2 separate regions of the Mus musculus genome follow, and region 2 is linked to region 1. Evidence: chromatin contacts called from public targeted proximity ligation data. All regions are on one chromosome and are shown on one strand. The core of a region is the stretch at or near the end of the contact, and the rest is flanking DNA. Distances in the headings are between cores, read along the strand shown.

Region 1 (7,025 bases), core at 4,491-6,990:
CCAGGTTCCATAGTGCCACCCAGTCTAACACAACAACAATGGCTATCTTATTTGAGCTGGTGATCCCTGTAATAGTCTCTGGCAATAGGTGTTATTGACGTCCTTATTTGATGGCAGGAACAATCTGAATTGACCCAGCAACATACTCCTCTGGCTGTCTGGAATCTTTGATGGCCACTGGAGCCTACTGTGGGGAATTTATTCCCTACTAGACTAGAGAGCACTCACTATTTCAGTGGTTTTCTGGTTTAATAAACAGCAACTAGATCCAGTTTGTAGTACTTCATCTGTTTCTGTTATGAAAAGATACCTACTGTGACTAACTTCAAACTGTTGATCCAGTATTAGCCAACTCACAACATTCTAGAAAGTTAACCACCAGGCCTTATGGCCAGGGTGGTCTGATTCCACCCAGGGCTGCACTCTACAGGGGGGCCACCTTAAGACACAGATTTAATTCTTTCTCAGAGTTCCTTAGTGAGCTCTTGTATCTAACAGGGCTTACTTGAGAGACTCCTCAATATGCTACTTTACCTTAGGGAACTCCATGACCCATCCTGTATAATCCTCGGGCTAAGGTGTAAGATGTCTATATCTAGGCAGAAGCCTGAGAAAAGGATTTCAACATAGGAAGCCTGCTTCCAGACCAACATTACCAACCCAGAAACCCCTCCACAAGCACACAGAAAGTAGAAAGAGAATGGAAGCACAGTCAGATAACGCTCCATGCAAGCTAAGAAGCAGTGAGCGACAGGGACAGTCACTCACCCTGAGCACTGAGCTGACTCTCTTGCAGCACGTTGATGATATCATCCCTCGGAGGGAGGTTGGGAAACTGTTCTTCCAGGATGGAGAGGATTTCCTCCTGCTTCTCCGGGAGCTCAGGATCCATACTCATCCACGTGAACAGGATGCTGCCTGGAAGGCACATAGACAAGAACTCCTGAGCTCCATCAGCCAAGACAAAGGACAACGAAGATCAGAGTCCTCATCTGGCCGACGCCCGCTGCAGTGGCTGGACTGGCCCCTGCTCTCCAGGACACAGTTTGGGAAGAAGGGAACAAAACATATTCAAACAAACACAGGAAAGGAGATGGTCTTGGTTTTAAATGATTTCAAAATGGAAGTTAGTGGCCAAACATTTAAAATTTTAGTCAATTCTATCCACTTTTAGGGGTCAGAGAGCAGTCTTCCAACTCACCATGCAACCAATTTTATGTGTTAATTTACTTCTTTTCATAACCAAATGGTTGTACAGTTCCACGGTGCACAGCTACACAGTCAGACAGCATGGCTCACCCAAAGGCTGTTTCTAGCCTTTCGAGCACCATACACCGTTCTAAAGTAACTTACAGTTATCTAATCAGACAGCCTCAAAGCCTGGGTCTAAACCTCAGACAGAGACTACTAGTTTGCTGCTCTTGTTTTGGGGGAAAATGCTAAAAGAAAAAAAAAATACTGAAGTGTTGTGGATAGCCCTGGGGCTAGTTATATTTGATGTTAATTAAATCATGAGTTCCCATGAGTGATTGGGAACAAAGAATGAGTCAGCACTCAGGTGATTTCCTGTAAAGCTGCTTCCCACTTTAATCTGTAAAATAAAGGAGAGCCGATGATTGGGCAGATAAAAGGGAAGGCAGATCCAAAGGTGGGAAGAGAGAAGGAGAAAATGGAAGAGAGAGAGGACACAGAGGAAGAGGAAAAAGAAGAAAAGCAGAGCAGAAGCACATGGCCTGGAGAAACCGGAAGTTCTAAGGGATCTCGTAGATGGGGAAGATGGTAATGTAGCGGGAGATCTGCCCAATCTAGGCGCACAGCATGTAATCATATTAACTGTGTTGTATTCTCATTGCCGGGCCATATGTGAATAGCATCTTACCATGAAGAAGGTGAGACAGATTTAGTAAAAATCACCAGGCAAAAGTGGAAGGTGACCAAAGAGATTACGAGTAATTTTCAACATAAAAATATAAAACATAAAAAATGATTATCTTTTCTATTTGTATTTAAGACCAACACAAATGCAAATTTTACAAAACAAAACAAAAAAAAAACAAAAAACAAAAAAACCAAAAAAAAAATCATTTATCTAGCTTCTGGATGGCCTGTTGAAGAAGAACAGAGTTCTATGCACAACAACACAAAACCTGCGAACTTATCAGAGGCCCCCAGTCGCAGCTTAGAAGCTAGGACTGTGCATGGACAGCGCAGAGGCCCAGCTTCCCAGCCTTCCTGTCTAAGCAGCTGCTAATTCAGAAGTTGTAGCCACTGGGCAGAGAAGCCCTTAGACCTAACAGTGGTCTCAGAAGGCCTTAGAGAAAGCATTCAGGGAGAAGGTCTCTTAGTCATCTGGGTTTGATCTTATAAATAAACTTTATGGTGACACAGCCATCCCTGTTAATTTCTACATTGTTCATAGGCTTTTTAAAAAAATATATGAGGTCAGACTTAAGTGCCTCAACAAAGCCTGAAAGATCTGCTTGCTGGCTATCTTTGGGGAACAGTTGCCAGCTGCTGTCAAGGAGAAGGGTAAGACCAAAACGGAACGTTCTCCACTTATTGAAAACCCTGCTCTGAGTCAGTTTGAACAGATGTGGTCTCTGCGGCTCTCTATCAGCTGCTCTGAGATGGGACAGGAAGTCCACTCTCTCCACCTTGATCCTGTAACTAATGTTCAGCCATCACTCAATGGCTACTCCGTAGAAGGAACTAAAACGGAGTGATTGTAAACTGTGGAAGGAAAACTCATGAGAAGACGAATGGAGAGAGCCAAAGGGAATGAGACGAAACTGGCCAGAGAGTTACAATCTTAGAACCAATCAAGTGAAATTTTAAAATTCTCAATTTAAAGGCTGGCCTTAAGAACCTCATATCGTTTTCCACAATAGATCAGATGTGGTGGGGAACTGGAAACTAAGTCAGAAGAAAGAATGTATGCTGAAGCGTGGAGAGGAAAATGTAGGGATCTAAGAAGAAGAGGGTTTTTAATATGCGCATGAACAGTTCCTGCTAGGGAAGGGAGAGAAAGAATTCTAACATTTAAGAAAAACTATGAACCAAAACCATAGTTAAGATAAAGATATATTGTAGGCAGTGAGACTGCTAAAAATTACATTTAAAAAAAAAAAGATTAAATCGGTGAGAAAGAAAGCATACACTAACCAAAACAACTGCAGAGAAGCAGAGGGAAGAGAGGAGGAAGGGGAGGGGGAGGAAGAAGGTGGGGGAGGAATTAAAGCTGTGTTTCCTCTCACAAGAAGTGTTTTCAGAAGCCTGGAAGAATCTAGAAATGGCTTGAGAATAGTAAGTAAATGAAGCAATTTGCCACATCTAAGAACAGCAATAAAAAACTGTATTCATATAAGCAATCACAAAAAAAGCCAAATTTTAAGTTTAATGGTATTGAAGTACAAAATACCATTATGTACTTGACTTGATCAAAGTAAGAATCAACTCTTCTTTGACTTGAGTATTTCTTTATTAACTCTTTCTTTTAATTTTGGTAAAGTGCATAAAGCTGTTGTCAAATAATAAAGCTGATTATATTGATAAAATTTGAGCATGTGCCTCAATAACAATAAGTAGTCTACGTGGCGTTCATTTTTAAATGACTGTAAGAGCAATCGTTACAAATGATGGATAAGCATCAGAACAAACAGTGATGATAAATATGTAATAATATGTTTCCAAGAAAGTATTTAAAAAGTTAAAATGCATTTTTCTTCAAGTTCTATAAAGGTGAGGCAGCGTGTTTACATATCTGCCTGCCTCCCTGGTATCAGGCTTAGCAGCAGCTAGCTGAATTCTCAGATCGCATCTGTTAAGGGCTGACCCTGGCTGATGCAGTCTGGCTTAACAGCAGTGAGCACATGCCCTGCTATCAAGGACTGGAGACCCCATTCAAGTAGGTGTTCTTCTCCACCTCCTGAGTTGTCTTTGATAAAGGCTATGGCCCAGCTTCATGCCAGAACACCCCTGGAAATTTTGCACTTCACATTAGCAACATATTTATTTTATAGGACTTATTAGTTAAAGCCTTGTAAATAAATAAAAACATCACCCACTCGAATGAACCAGACCCAGAGTCTAAACAACTCCATGAGCTTTGATGCAGTAGAAAAGCATCACAGGAGGAGTCTGCAGCTAACTTGTTTGTTGTTTGTTTGTTTGTTTTTTGAGACAGGGTTTCTCTGTGTAGCCCTGGCTGTCCTGGAACTCACTTTGTAGACCAGGCTGGCCTCGAACTCAGAAATCCACCTGTCTCTGCCTCCTAAGTGCTAGAATTAAAGGCGTGCGCCACCACCACCCCGCTTGCAGCTAACTTTTATTCTAGCTCTAAATCTGACTTGGGTTTTTGTTTGGTTTGGTTTGGTTTGGTTTGGTTTGGTTTGGTTTGGTTTGGTTTGGTTTGGTTTGGTGTTGGATAAGTACATGAAATATATTTGATACTGAAAGTAAAAATTTTGATGTGAAGTTCCACTATCTCTGTTCTGAAATCTCAGAAACATTTATTAATTATATAGCTTGTTAAATATCGGTACCAAGGTATACGGTAGCCAAGAACACCTGCCTGCACATTAGAACCTGGTTCTTAACGAGTGTTGATTTAACTTCTAGCAAAGTGTGAGGACAGAAACAATCCATAAACCCGTACCTAACGGTCTCCCAGCTATTCCCAGGCTGATAAGAGGGACAGAGAATTAAGAGCAAGCTACAAAGAAAACAATTATAATAAAAATATAACAAATGCTTCATTTCTATAGAAAAAAAATCAACCATAATATCTTTTGTTCAAAAGAATGGAGATGTAAACAGACTCTAGCAATTGCAGCCTGCTAACCTTGCCCATACCCCACTGCATCAGAAACTGGGAGACAGTCAGCGCAGGAGATTGTTGTTGTCTACACGATGAATTCCTAACAGAAAAAAAGTCCTCTTTCTGTTTACCTGGGATTGATTTTTTTCACAAACAAACAAACAAACAAAAACATTAAAGAATGGATGACAGAGGTAGGCAGAGAAGGAAAAGAGAAAGGAGAAAAAAGACTTACAATGAAATGCCCATTTTAGCTTAAAAGATACAGAAATAAGCACATTACTTGTTTACAATCCTTACAGATTTAGAGTGTCTGAGATTAAGAGAAAGGATACCTTTGTGTGACTGAAAAAATCAAACCAAGATTGAATAGATACTTTGATTTTCTAGGAGAAACTATAATTTCTATTCCCTACCTCTAGTCTCTTCCTAAGCAAAGTAGACAGCGTAATTCCCTCGGATGTTATCATCATTTGGAAATGGGATGAGTCACCCTTGGAACAAGAAAGAAAAAAAAAAAAAAACACCACCTTGGCTCTTTTCCTCTCCCATTTGACCTCCTTATAAGGACCTTTTTGAAGCTGCTAATCCAGTCTACCAAAATAGCAAACAACTAGTCTTTATTAAAGGTCAGCTGAGATTGCTTGATTGCTTGGAGAATGGAGAGCTTGCTTCTGAGGACTTGGGCGTGGTTCCCACTTCATCCTAGAGCTAAGAACAAGAGCTGCTGTTTGCTTTAGTCTTCAGCTTGCGGCTGCTGTCAAGACCTTATACAAACAAACTTGAAGGGCCATTTGGGCAAATCGTGGACTTGACAGAAGCACGTTTGGAAATCAGTGGCTGAGATCTCACTGCCAGATGGCTCCTGGAAACACACACACACACCACACCCACTCCCCTCTCAATATGATGATTCAGCAATTTAATGGCTCTTAGAGTTGGCAGCTGTCCCCTAGAATACATCTCTGAGGAAATAAACCCACAAAGGTGGAACAGTCTGCCAGGCTCTGTACTTGGCACAAAGCCAGAGCATGACTAAACATAAACCTGAGGCTGCAAAATGTGACAATGAGATATGGTCACACTGGGCATGTTGGAAAGTAATAATAAAGAAAAGAATCTTCCAGAAGGGAGGGGGAAGCAAAGCAAGAAAGGGGGATGAAAGGGGAAAAGAAAGAAAGAAGGAAAAAGAGAGAGAGAAAGGGGAAGGAAGGAAGGAGGAGAGGGAGGGAGGGAGGGAGGGAGGGAGGGAGGGAGGGAGGGAGGGAGGGAGGGAGGGAGGGAGGAAAGACCACACAATAAAGACAAAGACAGGTAGGACAGGAAAAGCCAGAAGATAGATATCAGGGTCCAAGTACCAAGGTCAGTGATCTTACCAGCCATGACAGCTGGGTCTTCCTGAACATGTAATTTCTTACACAAATAATTGAAAAGTGACACTTTATAAATATATGCCTTTCTGGATGAAGTAGACGGCATCAATTTGTGCCTTGAAATTACTAACTTTTAAATTAAAACAATATACAGTGGCTCTGAGAACGCTCCTGTTTAAGGACCGACCTGCATGGCATTTTCTTCTCTTCCTGTAACCACAGAGGGTTCAGGCAGGGAGAAAAGCAGGTTCCTATTGCAGCACACCTCAGAAGGGAAATGAAAACTCTCCACAGAGCTGAAGACCAAGTACCCGAGAAAGAAGCTTATACAAAGATGGACAGGGAGGAAGCCTGTGAACAAAGAAACTAAGTGCTGGCACTCTGAAGACAGGCAGAGGTACAGCGCTGAGATCTGCATGGCTGGAGGAAAGAAAGCCAGCAGCCTTGGTTGGTGTCTCTCTCTCTGCAGAACTCAGGCTGATGCTTCAAAGGCACAGCAGCTTCTTTTCCTTCTGTGGCTCACCAGTAGCACCTTTATTAAATGAAACTCCACCTTGAATGTGGGCTCCTCTGGGAAACACAGCTTCATCAGCGTGAAAGACCTGACTCAGGAGATCTGTGCTGCTGTACAAAGAAACTGCAAAAAAAGCCATGGGAAACAAGGATGCTGGCAACAGGGACCACCAAACTGACAGACTTATTCCAAGGATGAACTAACGTGTCTACTGTAGTGTTGTCCAAATTTGCTCAGTTAGTAAACAGTGGTAGCTATTTTAAAAGAAGAGAAATTAAATTCAAATTGTCTCAAGATGGCTAATTATTCCACCAACCTTGAA
Region 2 (7,148 bases), core at 2,825-5,324, 320 kb before region 1:
CTATCTATCTATCTATCTATCTATCTATTTATCTATTGGTTTTTCTGGGATTAAAGGCCCGTGTCACTATCATCCAGCACATGTGCACTTTTTAAGGAGTATTTCTATTGCTTTAAAAAGGGTATGGCAGCGTCGGTGGTATGGCTTAGGTAAAGTGCCTGCCTAGTATGCAGAAGGCCTTGGTTTCTATTGTGAGCAATCACCTCTCCAGATTCTTGCTTTGGAACTGATGAGATAGATGGCTCAGTGGGTAAAAGTACTTGCTGTTAAGCCTGATGACCTGACTCTGATCCTTGGGACCTACATGGTGGGGTCAACTTCTGCGTGTTACACTTTGACCTCCACGTGAGTGTGAGTATTGTGGTAGGTGGATACGTGCACACACAACATTACCCTTCCCACCTCCCACATGTGAAAATGGAAAGCCTTTTTGTTATTTTTTTAATTAATTAATTTATTTTATGTCTATGAATACACTGTAGCTTTACAGATGGTTGTGAGTCATCATGTGGTTGCTAGGAATTGAACTCAGGACCTCTGCTTTCTCCAGCCTCACAATTTATTTATTATTACATGTAAGTACACTGTCCCTGTCTTCAGACACACCAGAAGAGGGCATCAGATCTCATTACGGATGGTTGTTAGCCACCATGTGGTTGGTGCTGGGATTTGAACTCAGGACCTTCAGAAGAGCAGTCAGTGCTCTTAACCACTGAGCCATCTCTCCAGCACCCTCGTAATTGTTTTTTTAAGATAGTGTCTCACTATGTAGCTCTGGCTATTCTGGAATTCATTATGAAGAACAGGCTGGACTTGACCTCCCAGAGATCTGCCAGTCTCTGCCTCCTGAGTGCTGGGATTAAAGGTATGCACTACCTTGCCCAGCTTCTTCTGTCTTGCTGTAGAGGCCAGGCTAAACTGGTACTTGAACTTCTTATCCTCCTGTCTGTCTCCTAAGTGTTGGGATTATACTTGTGGACCACCATGCTTAATTCTTTTTTCTTAAGTATTAAAAATATACTTGTCAGGTCTCAGGCTCTTCATAGATCTAGACATGAGCTCAAGCTGGACTCAAGAAGGCTTTCTGGAGTTAGATAAAAAGCCAGTGTTGCGTAGGAACTTGTGAAATGGCTTCTCCATCCCCCAAAGAGTCCTTCCCCGCAGCTAGTCCTTATAAGCCATGCGATTTGTCTGCCCCTGCTCTCTCTGGTCTCCATCTCTTGCTGTCTCCACGACTGTCCTCCTTCTCTAGCCCTGGCCATGTCGAGTCTGTGTCTGTTTCTCTCTTCTCTGGACTCTTCCAGATGCCTTTGGGTATTTTCTCTCTTATTCCCAATTAAAAAAAAATCCTTCTCCCTAATGGAGGGGCTATGTCAATGGTTTACATACGATCATAACAGAGGTCTAGCCTGAGCCACAGAGCCTATTTCTTTAAATGCTTAACTGTTCTCAACTCCATCTTTGTGCAGTGGTCTTTCTGTAAATAAATTTACACTCCTAAGTGCATGTTTGGGGATGAATATGAGTGAATCTTTTCTATTTTGACAAATAGACATGTGTCCTGGTTACATCAAGTAGATGGTGGTTTTGAAATGTCCTCATCTGCATTGGCCATCTTCTTTCATTGCTTGCGTATTTCAAGATAAATGTGATATGACAATCACTGGCTTGCAGGCCTTGCCTGCGTCTTCTGTAAAAATAACCCTGCCCTGCCTTGCACCCTTAGCCTTGCTTGACTTTCTTCTGTCTGATCCTTGCATACTAAACTGTGGAAAGATAGTTGTTTCTTGGTTAAATAAAGGTAGAAAGAGGCCCTTGTTTTACAGCAGCAAAGTAAACCGTGCTCCCACGGGGCTCTGATTAGCTAGGAGCATTGTTGAGCAATGCGGCTCCTTCCACACTCATTTCCTGCGGCTTGCTGCTCCTGACCTTGTTTTACGGAACTGCATCTCTCTCCTTCCCTCTGCTTCCCATTCTTTCCCTCCTCTTCCTCTTCCCTTCTTCCCTGGTCTGGGGGGGGGGGGGATAGATCCCACAGCCTAGAGCATAGGTTTAGTGGATTTTGATTGATAGTGTTTACATTCTAAGACCCAAGATTTTCAGAGCTAAGCCATGGGAAGCGCTGTGTGTGGTTGCTGTCACTCCAGCACATACCTGGCGTCTGACAGTTGTGTTCCTAGTTCACTTCTTTTGCTTTGTTTTCAAAGTAGCTATCAAATTCAGCCCCGGGGCCGCTGTTGTTTAAACCGCTTTGCAGTGTTTTCACTCCGGTCCATTGAACTTTGTGAACACATCCCTCTTGGGGCCTTTCCTACTGCCATCTGCTCTGTCACAGTTCTGGGATTTACTCTCTGTGTCAGAGCTGAGCTTGGGTTCATGGGGTGGGTAAGTGTGCTTTCTTCTACTCAGGTTCCATTGACTCTGGTAGGGAGTCTCTGCTTATGCTGTGTAAGACTCCTATGTTTCCCATGCTGTTCCATGAATCGTTTTGTCTATATAGCTCCTTCTACCCTTTCTATTGAGGGTTCTCATTTTTGCTGCCATGTCATTAATGTTCAAGAGCATATTTTTATTTGCTAGGTGTTCTGTGGTTTCCTGTTTGTTCTACTAACCTATTGCTGTAGGAAAACCGCCTCGACTGCAGCCCCGTCTGTTTTATTCTTCATTCACACGCTCCAGGGTTCAGTTAAGACCATGGTGACAGTGATAGTCATCTGATGATTTATCCATTTGCTTCTGACACCTGTAACAACTGGAGCTGATGGCTGGGGTCCCACGCTCTGATTTCTTCCTTTTCTTCTTCTCATAGCATGGAATCCATTTTGAAAGAAGATTCTGGAGAAACTGCCCATTTTCCAAGGCAGCGGGATGGAAGCTGCATGTTCCTACATGGGCTGACATCGGTGCTCAGTATCATTCCTGCCAAACTCTATTGGTCAACATAGTCAATTGTGTGTGGGGGGGGGAGTTTGCAGGGATAACTGTGGGCTGACAAAGTCACTTATGGAAGACCATAGGATAGTACTGTTCTAGCAGCCTTCTGACAATATAATCTACCTCACAGTTTTTGTTTTCCAACTTTCCTTGTTTGTTTAAGGTTTGTGTGTGTGTGTGTGTGTGTGTGTGTGTGTGTGTGTGTGTGTGTATACCTCCTGCATGAGTCGTGGTGCATGTGTGGAGGTCAGCAGTTTTCTCCTCCCACCATGTGCCAGGGGACCAGGGATTGTCGAGCTTGGTAGTGCACACCTTTATCTGCCGTGTCTTCTCACTAACCCTATCATCTATTTATTTTTTGAGGAGAGAGGATGCTGACTGTAGTTTTCTGCTTCCTAAAGTCTTTTTCCTTTGAGGTGTTCACTGTTAAGAGAAATATTTTAAGTCTCATTGTCTATAAATCTAGATTTCCCAGTAAATAAACTGCCTTGCATTGGTAACCAAATTTCCAGGCACTGATAGGGCAAACACATGAGCTAGAATGAGATCTATTCCACGTGCTTGGGCCCCTCTGGCTTTTGCTGGGGAGCCTACACATCTTTCCTGAGGCACTTCTGCAAAAAGGAAACCTTGGATCTTGGCCAGGCTTGAGATCGAAGTGTTTTATAAACAGCTTCCAAACCTCTTGAAAGGTGCACCAGCCTCCACCAATCCCTGAACCTTTTGAAGACCCATAGCGTAAATATTGCTCGTCCTTTCTGTCTGCTGTGGCTGGGATTCACCCCGGCATGGTATATTTGTTATAACTAATATAACTCCACCCCCACCCTTTTCTTCAACACTGAGGATTAAACCCGCGCCTCATGGATACCGGACAAGTGCTCAACTGGTGAGCTTGCACCCTGATGCTGATCATCCCCAGGGGTTGTGTAATGTCTCTTAGCCACAATGACATGGGGAAATGTCTCTGGTTGTTAACAAGGCGCACTTACTTGTCCTCCCCACTTCTTCCACACCTCTGACAAATATTGATCTTAGTACTCTCTCTAAAGTTTTTTTCTTTTCCAGAACACCAAGCACTTGGCATGACTCAGTTTGTAATCTCTTCCAAGTGGTTTCTTTCTGTGGCGCTGAGATAACCAACTTCCTTTAGTCAATCCGTCATGTGTCGCTGTTGCGTGTATGTTAGCCAGCAAGTGAGGCTGGCTCTCTGAGGAGGCGCCTCCTGTGAATGCACTCTTAGAACATCTTCTTTGTTCCCAGCCAACACTTGCTAAGCATGTCCAGAAGTGCTCCGGCCACCACTGTTGTCTCCATGACCTTACACTGAGCCTAGGAATGATCCCACCCAAACATCAGTTGTATAGGCTCCCTGCTTAAGACGCTCACACTGTGGGAACTATTGCTGAGCTCAGCTTAACTGTGACAGGAACGTCCTCTCCAGGTCTTTATGTCTTGGCTGTGCGTATTTCCACTTTACAGTCTCTGAGCTGTGAACTCATTGCTCTTAGTTATGGTATACCTCAGTATGTTTATCTATTTACTTACCGAAGCACAGCGTATGTCCAAATTTTGGCAATTTTGAATACAGCTTTTCGATCATTATTAAACATTTCTTTCCATGTCCTTCTTTCTTTGTTCTTTTCTTCTGGGAGTCCCCTACCCACATTTCCAGACACTTGCTTTTCATGTTGTCACTTGGGTCTCATAGACTCACTGTGCCATGCTTTTTTTTACTGCCAGTCTCAATGTCTCAATTTGGTTAGCTATCTCATAATTTTGTTTAATTCTTAAGTTGTTTGAATGGATGTATAGTAGTTATTTAGTCTGTTTTGTTTGAATGGATGTATAGTAGTTATTTAGTCTGTTTTGTTTGAATGGATGGATAGTAGTTAGTCGCTTAAGACAAGTGCCTAATTGCTTTTGGGGATAGGATTGACCATTTTCCCCCTATGTATGGGGCAAAGTTTTGGGTTTCTTTTCATGTCTTGTGTTTGTTGTTGTAGCTGTGCATTTTGTGATATAGTGTTGACTCTGGAAATCGGATTTATTTAGTGCCTTTTTTTTTGAAAGAGGTTCGTATTGTTGTGAGAAGCCACTCAAGTCTCTAATCAGCTCTGTAATCCCAGCACCCTAGAGACAAAGGCTGGAGGATTACAGATTCACAGGACTTGGTTGCACAGTGAGACTTTGCCTCAGAAAGAGAAAAGGAAAGGGGGAAGTCTCTGTCCAGTTAACTTCCTGATCTGCTAATGACTGCTCTTTTTCTTCTTCCCGAAACTAAAAAGGGGCAAGGGTTACTTAGAGGAATATTGGTTATTGTTGATATTTTTAAGTTAATATTTATTTTATCTTTAGTTATGTCTATTGTGTATGGTTGTGTGTGAATATGGAGCCTGACCCAGTTGGCATGGTTGCTGGGAACCAAACAAATCAGCTGGAAGAGCAGCAAGCCATCTCTCAAGGCACCCCCACCCCCACCCCATTGTTGATATGTTAGTAGTACAATCTTCAAGTATTGGTAATGACGTGAACAGCCTACTCACCTGTGAGGTTGTTGCTGACATGTTGGTGAGCATGGGAGCCTTCATAGAGAGGACAAAGTGGGTGGGATTTTCCAGTTAGATTAGCCGGTTAATCTCTTCCCTAGCACTCATTTTGGGAATGTTGTTGGAGTTTATCTTGGAAAGCTTATCCCATGCAGCTTATTTAGCATACATTAGGTCTTTGGTTTGAATCTCAAAGGAGGAGGAAGAGAGAAAATAAGAAAAAGAGTTTAACCTAAATCCCACAAACATAGAATTAGAAAAAGAGTAAGACTGTAGAGGCCTGGGCAAGCCACATATTTGATGGAGGGGGTGTTGGGTAAACACACTGGAATAGCTGCTTTCTCGTGGTGTGCATACGGCAAGCGCACACACCATCAGCACCGTCTCTCCCCTCCCTCTCTATTTTACAGGCTGTTGGAAAGCCTGCTGGGACATGTCATCGCTGGATGCCTGGTGCTTGATAGGAACTTGGCAGCACAATATTCCCTCTGAGCAAGTACAGGATGTCACCAGGAGTCAGAGCCTCAACAGATTCAGGCTTCCTGTGATTCTAAACGGTAAAATAAAGTCCGAATGTTTTTCTATTTCTTTTTCTTCTTTTTAAATGTTATTTGTTTGTTTATTTTTAGTCTATTTATTTTTATTTATTTACTTCACATACTGCTCACAGGCCCCCCCTCCCAGTCACCTCCTCCCACGACCCTTCTCCCTCTCCTCTTCTCCTCTGAGAGGATGGAGGCCCCTCTTGGTATCCTCCTACCCTAGCACATCAAGTCTCTGCTAAGTACATCCTTTCTCACGGAGGCTAGACAAGGCAGCCCAGCGAGAAGTACATAGCCCACAGACAGGTAACAGCTTTTGGGATAGCCTCCTACCCTAGTTGTTTGGGACCCACATGAAGACCAAGCTGCACATCTGATATATATGTTGGGGTGGTTCAGGGGGGTTAGATCCTGCCCATGTATGTTGTCTGGTTGGTGGTTCACTCTCTGAGAGCTCCAAGGGTCCAGATTAGTTGACTCTTGTTGGTCTTTGTGTGGAGTCCCAATCCCCTTTGGGACCTGCAGTCCTTCTCCCAATTCTTCCATAAGAGTCCCCAAGCTCCATCTACTGTTTGGCACTGGGTCTCTGCATCCCCATCTGAGTTTGCTGCTGGGTGGAGCCTCTCAGAGGACAGCCATGCTAGACTCCTGTGGTGTGTGTCCTTTTGGGTCTAGGTTACCTCACTCTGGATTATATTCTCAAGTTCCCTCCATCTGCCTTCTTAATGTTATCCTATACTTATAATGATCAGTGACTTATTTATTTCTCACTTTGTTTTAGTTGGAGTAACAAAGTACTTCCTAATGAAATATTTTCAGGTGGCATCACTTATATTTTTGTCAGAAATTTACTCCAAGCCAGCTGTGGTGGTCCATGACCAAAAAAAGAAGAAAAAGAAAAACAGCTGGTGTCGTTGTATAGTTTGCCATCTCAGTGCTGAGAGGCAGATAAAGTCAGGGCCCAGGGCCCACTAGCCAGGCAGCCTGCCATACTTGGTCTTCTGTAGGCCAATGAGAGACCCTGCTGCAAAAAGACATGACAAAATGCAACTGAGAAACAATGCACATATACAAGCATATACATACTCACCCTTTCACAGGTGTGAGTGAGTGTACACACACT

Evidence for each region.
Region 2: a targeted proximity ligation map of pancreatic cancer cells shows a contact between it and region 1. A contact is called at or near these places in 1 of 130 datasets of targeted methods (pancreatic cancer cells) and 1 of 9 other capture datasets (embryonic stem cells).

What each region holds. Positions count from the first base shown.
Region 1 is chr19:17,010,101-17,017,125 of GRCm38.p6, reverse strand. It overlaps Prune2 (prune homolog 2), which reads right to left. Exons shown (of 20, transcript NM_181348.4): 5 at 769-918. Among named protein-coding and RNA genes, the nearest start is that of Prune2, 57 kb to the right of the region's middle.
Region 2 is chr19:17,332,002-17,339,149 of GRCm38.p6, reverse strand. Gcnt1 (glucosaminyl (N-acetyl) transferase 1, core 2) reads left to right here. Exons shown (of 3, transcript NM_173442.5): 2 at 5,894-6,040. Among named protein-coding and RNA genes, the nearest start is that of Gcnt1, 21 kb to the left of the region's middle.